2 separate regions of the Oryctolagus cuniculus genome follow, and region 1 is linked to region 2. The links are chromatin contacts, called in public Hi-C maps. All regions are on one chromosome and are shown on one strand. The core of a region is the stretch at or near the end of the contact, and the rest is flanking DNA. Distances in the headings are between cores, read along the strand shown.

Region 1 (2,850 bases), core at 186-2,685, 39 kb before region 2:
AAACCAGAGAAATGACAGAGAAAGGTCAAGAATACACCATTCTTCTGTGACTACCTTTCCTTCCTCCGTGTGCACAGGTGGGCAAGACACCTTTTCATTCAGAGCCAGTCCTGTTCAGCTCCAATGGCTGCCCTGTGGGGAAGCAGCAGAACACAATTCCAACCCGACTGCCAGTCGTAATGGGGATAAGAAGCATCTGTAGAATGCAACACTGATCTCTTTGTATTTCCTTAACACCAAGGATAACTCCAAGGATGATTCTTTCTGCTGTCAGCTCTGTCCGTGGTGCTAAGTAGGAAATTGGCTGTATTTCCTCCTTGTGGCCTATACTGCTCACCCTCAACTCTCCTGGGGTTTCCAGTCAGCTGTCTGTAGAGATGCTAATTACTGTACAGTAAATCTGGTTGAGATGAAAACAAATTTCCAGGATGCTTATTGGGTCAGATTTTCATCTAGATCACTCAGGTAATGAGAGATTTCATGTTGTTTTGTGCCTTTTACTGGGTAGATCTGTTGCTTTTTTTTTTTTAAGTAGACTTCTGGAGTCTACCTTGGATTCCTAAACCATCACTGCTTATGCACCATAAAAGCTGTCACTCAGAGGGATAGTCTGTGTCATGCCAGCATAGAACCCCTCAAATGCATACCTACTCACATATATAAGACCATCTTCTAATAATTTGTGATATTTAAAGAATTAGTGGATGTCCTCTCCCACACTGATAGTAAGGGCCTTTGGCCAGCTGCATTCAGCATGCATAGGCTGTTTCTTCTCCTTCAGATTGCATTTATTCTACCTGGTATGTCAGCTGTTTGGACAACAGAGATTGTACAATTTTTTTTTCCTCTCTGTATTTTAGGAGAATTATTTTACATGCTAAGTGTGAGAATAAGATTTGGTGATTAAAGTCAAAGTCCTTTAAAATAATTGCAATTATACAAAGAGAACTGCCTTCAGTTTCATCCTGGGTCTTAATAACAAAATGCTAAAGCACTATGCAGATCCATATCTTTCTTCATTGGGAGTGGAACATCTGGATTCTGTACCTGAAAAGCAGCCTAAATATGATAGCATTAAATGTATGCCCACAGTACCAAATGTGTATGTAGACTCATTTTCCTGGCCCACGAATGTAGGTAAGATTATGTTCAGTCAGTCCTTCCTCATATCAGCTCTCTGTTCTGAAGCCCATTTTGCCTGCTCTCCTCTCGGCACAGCCAGCCACCCCTTGATTGCTAATATGCTTGCTTAGATTTAAGAAACAGTCTTGATTTTCAAGTTTCTTTTAGCCATTATTTGTGTTCCAAATTATCTCACTGTGTTTGTATTAATTTTCTGTTTCCAAAAGTAAACTCCATGTATTTCAAGGCAGCACAGTTTCTTTTTTACATTTTCCAGGGAACTGGTGTTTTTAATGTCATGTGAGGACAACATTACACAATGGATCTTTGGCAGGGATACACAGAAATGAATACCGTGTGCGAACAAACATTAAATGGCAGTCTTAATTACAGAGTTTGACTCTGTTGTTTTTAATGCCCTTCAATTTTATAATTTGATGGAAAATGCATCAACACAGCTATTTTCTTCCTACCCCAAATGATTAAGAATTGATATTACCCCCAAATCCTAGTAGCGTGTTAGATCTGTCTGATCAGGTAGGTCTTACATTTCATCCACTAGAGGGCAGTAGGGATACACATCCACACCAACCAATATGTGCAACATATGGTCGATGGGGAAACATAGTAGCCATAGCTTTCCTGTGTATGAAAAATTCCCATTACAGTGTTGCTTCACTTATAATTATATTGAAAGTAAACACTAATTCACAGACGGACTACGCATATTTTATTTCAACATACCCCACTAGTGTTTTGTCTATTCTGGTTTAAAATGCCCTGAGTAATGAAACTTCCCTTGGGAAACTGTATCAAAACCCGGTTGTTTTCACTGCTTGATTTTTTTTAATACACTCAAGATCTATTAGTCCTCATCCAAGTTCATTTAGTACACTATTGTGTACTCCATTTTTCCTTACAACGAGGCCAGTTCCATTCTGGAAAGCAAATGTTTATTGAGTGCCTATTGTGTGTAAGACATCCCTACGTGAATGTATGGCCACAAGTGACAAGGGGTACAACACCATATTTGAATGGATTTGCATTACTCAGTAGGCTGAAGAAGAACTCTTTCAGGTCGGAAGAAAAATCGATCTCAGTTCTCAGATGAGTGATATTCATAAAGCTGTCATGACTTGGAGAACTCTTTAGTTGGGCTTAAGTTTATGTATTGAAACTCAAAAGGTATTAGAAGCACCTTTAAGTAATATCAGATATCACCTAAAGAACTGTGAGGCAGGCAGCTGACACAGCAGTGGGCTCAGGCCAAGAAATGACCTGGATGTTTGCTGATGAAGGTTGATCCTTCTTCTTTTTGCAGTTAGCTGATAGATAAGCCTGGATGCTTCAGGTCCTGTACTGGGACTCTTTGTATACCTTTATGAAGAATAGGAAGTGGGTTTGTGAGTCTCCCCAGCTTAGGCAAACTTTGATCATATTGCTATTTTCTATCACTGATTTTTTTTTTTTAGTCCTATCTTGGTCACTACACAGACTATACAATGAGAAAAAGATTCAAGTTCATGTGCAATCCTCTGGTTTGCATCATTAGTTTCTTGGCATATGCTATGATTATTAAGTATCTGAGGGGGAGGGTAAAAGAAACCCAAGCCAAGAAAGTTTCTTTAAGGCTAGAACTCACAATTACACAGTTGTTAAAAAGTCTTTTTTCCCTTTACATTAGAGACATAGAAAGATTGTTTTACTCTTTTGGGTATATTCATCTGG
Region 2 (2,700 bases), core at 198-2,697:
AATGGGATAAGCCCGAGTGCCACAGGTTGATTTCAATGAATACAACAGAATGCTGTGGCTCGATGGGCTTCTGTAGGCCAAGTGCACCTTGCTTGACCCTCTGCTTCAAGGAGCTCTAAGGTATAGCCACAGCAGTGACAAATATGTGAACAGAAAGAGGGTGTCGGAAGGATAATACAGTGAGATCAGAAACGTTGAAGACCAGATTGCTTAGCCTAACATCTTTCTTCTTGTGCTGTAGCAACCATCCATGTGCCCCTGCCCTAAATCTAGGTATTAGGAAAGGCTACGGAAATAAAGCAAATGTCTCACTGTGGCTAACACAATGAAAACGGCAGAACACATGCTAAATTGAAAGGAGGTACCACTTCCTCTATGGCAGCTCCACACTAGGCACTTTAGGCTCGCCTCATTGATCCCTCGCATCAGCCCTGGGAGGTGGATATTATAATCCCTATTTTAAAGAAGAGGAAGGTGAGGCTCAGAGATGCTGAGCAATCTGCCTAGGTCACACAGCTACCAGCTAGTTGGAGATCCGTTCTGGTACCACTCCCCTCGGTCCTCTGCTCAGACCTTCTCCTGAGCCTTTTGCATGTGTTGTTGGGGGAGATGGGGGAAGAAACAGCCCTCCAAAAAGATGGGAAGAGGCATCGCTGCTCTCAGTGATCATGATCCAATGACAGCATAATTATTTATCAAAAGGGGCTTCTGACTAATTCTTTCCTATCTAACTGGGATTCTAAGTGGAAGCCGTGTTAATGAGCAGGGTGGGAACCCAGTGAGGAGATAAAATTGGGAGAGAGCAACAGAAGACAGCCCTCTCCTCCCAGCAGACCTCTGAGACTGCTAAGAACTCACACAGCTTAAATATTTATTTTTCCATATGTCAGAGGAAGCATTGCCCTCACTATGCATGTGCAGTATGTACCAAGGAGTGCAGACTCTATACATCAGACGCACCCAATCTGGTTAATTGCATGTCTAATACCTACCATCTCATCGGTATGTCTGAATGCATAGTTCTTTCCACCTACAGTGCGCTCTGCTCTCGATAGCAAAGAGCCAGTATCCTCCAGAGCCGTACTCAACTGCTAGATTTCAGCCCAACACTTGTTGCCAGGGCCAGCGCCATGAGAGTTAAAAAATCAGAAGGTTCTGCTGGCTAACTCAGCCGCCAGTCACCTCAGAAAGCCTTCCTGGTTCCTGAAGCAGCCTTTTTTTCTCATAACAGAAATGTTTGCAGTGAGGAGATGAAAATGTTTTTGTTCTCTTTGGACAATTGGGAGATGTTCAGTCAGAATGTCAGCACTGACCGTTGAAAGGCGGCTGCCTGAGGCCACACTTTTTTTTTTTTTTTTTTTTTTTGAATGCGGAGCTGCACCCGTGTGGCGGGAGGAAGTGCACAATGATTGGTCTGTTCCTCTCTGGAAGTGTTCAGGGTACACCCAGTTTGCTTTGCATATATTTACGAAACATCTGCCCTTTTCTTGTTCTTAAGTCCGTCCCCCTCACCAGCCCCCTTTCCCCTTTTCCCTGGTTTCTCTCTTTGTTGTTGTTGGCTGGTCTAACTTTTTCATTGGGGCTTTCATTTTCCGGTTGAGGGGCGACTTCATCAGAGTGTATAATTTTAACAGCAAAAAAAGAGAAAAGAGAGAGAAAGAGAGAGAGAGAGAAGGGGGAGGAGAGGAGAGCGAGCGAGCACTGTGAAAAGAAAGAGACTGAGAGGCCAGAGCTTGGCAAACCAACCTTTGGCATGGTGACCAGGAGGAAGGTTCTGGTCTGGTCGGGAGCTGGCCTCTCTGGAAGGCGGCCTGGAGTCAGCCAGTGTTCTGCTGCCCTCTAAAGGTTCCAGGGAATAATGCAGAGCCACAGAGGCTCGGCGAGCTCGGCCCTCCCGTTGGCCATGTTTATAGAATTCTTTCTATACAACCAAAGAAGGAATTTGCACTTCATCACAACAAAGCTTACTCGTTCCTCCTCAATAAACTATGCCCTGCAACAACGGGGTCAAGTAGCAGCACCTGTGCGCGTCCCACTTAGACTGCGGCCATGTCTGAGTGTTTCTCAGCTCCAGAAAGAGGAATCCACAAGAACTGTTAGGGAAGGTGAGGCGGGAACTGAATTGCTTCTAAAGACAGTGTGTGGCTCCCTGTTACCTGTGCAATTAGGAAGCTGCCCGGTGGATGAAAAAGTAAAGGGTTAACAGGCAGATGAGGGGGTGATGATCTCCTGTTAGAGGCAGCACCAATACCTCTGTGCTATGAATGGTCTCCAAAAGTGATCCCTGAGACAACAAACAGGGAAGAGTGGTGCAAGATGTCAGGAGCAAAGCAGGAACACGTCCAGGAAAGAAGCAGTGACTGACGGTGACATGGAGAGCAATATCATTTTTGCAGTATTAAAAGACTGGTGGTTTGGCCACGTGCTCATATTTGAAAAATAGCTTGACGACTTTGATAAAGCACTCATCTAACACTAGCCTAAAGGTGAGTCTTGTGGAACGGGAGGTGAAACTGCTATTTGGGACATTTGAGGAGCCTACATACCATACCAGAGCGCCTGGTTCAAGTCCCAACGGCTCCATACTTGCAATCCAGCTTACTGGATTGTACCTAGTAGGCAATAGATGATGACCCAAGTACTGGGGTTCCTGCCAACCATGTAGGAGACCTGGATGAGTTCTGGCTTCTGACTGTGACA

The links. Hi-C and Micro-C count contacts between places; a contact is called where the count stands out from the background.
Region 1: a Hi-C map of skin fibroblasts shows a contact between it and region 2, with 1.9 times the contacts expected there. The contact joins two enhancer-like sites. A contact is called at or near these places in 4 of 6 Hi-C or Micro-C datasets (ear pinna, psoas muscle, skin fibroblasts and 1 more).

What each region holds. Positions count from the first base shown.
Region 1 is chr4:70,454,991-70,457,840 of mOryCun1.1, reverse strand. All of the region lies in intron 6 of ZBTB20 (zinc finger and BTB domain containing 20), which reads left to right. Among named protein-coding and RNA genes, the nearest start is that of TIGIT, 200 kb to the right of the region's middle. Within about 2 kb of position 1,435, at least 1 of the 8 cell types and tissues checked has an H3K27ac peak or open chromatin away from gene starts, as enhancers often do.
Region 2 is chr4:70,416,223-70,418,922 of mOryCun1.1, reverse strand. The region is part of intron 8 of ZBTB20 (zinc finger and BTB domain containing 20); the gene reads left to right. Among named protein-coding and RNA genes, the nearest start is that of TIGIT, 170 kb to the right of the region's middle. Within about 2 kb of position 1,447, at least 5 of the 8 cell types and tissues checked have an H3K27ac peak or open chromatin away from gene starts, as enhancers often do.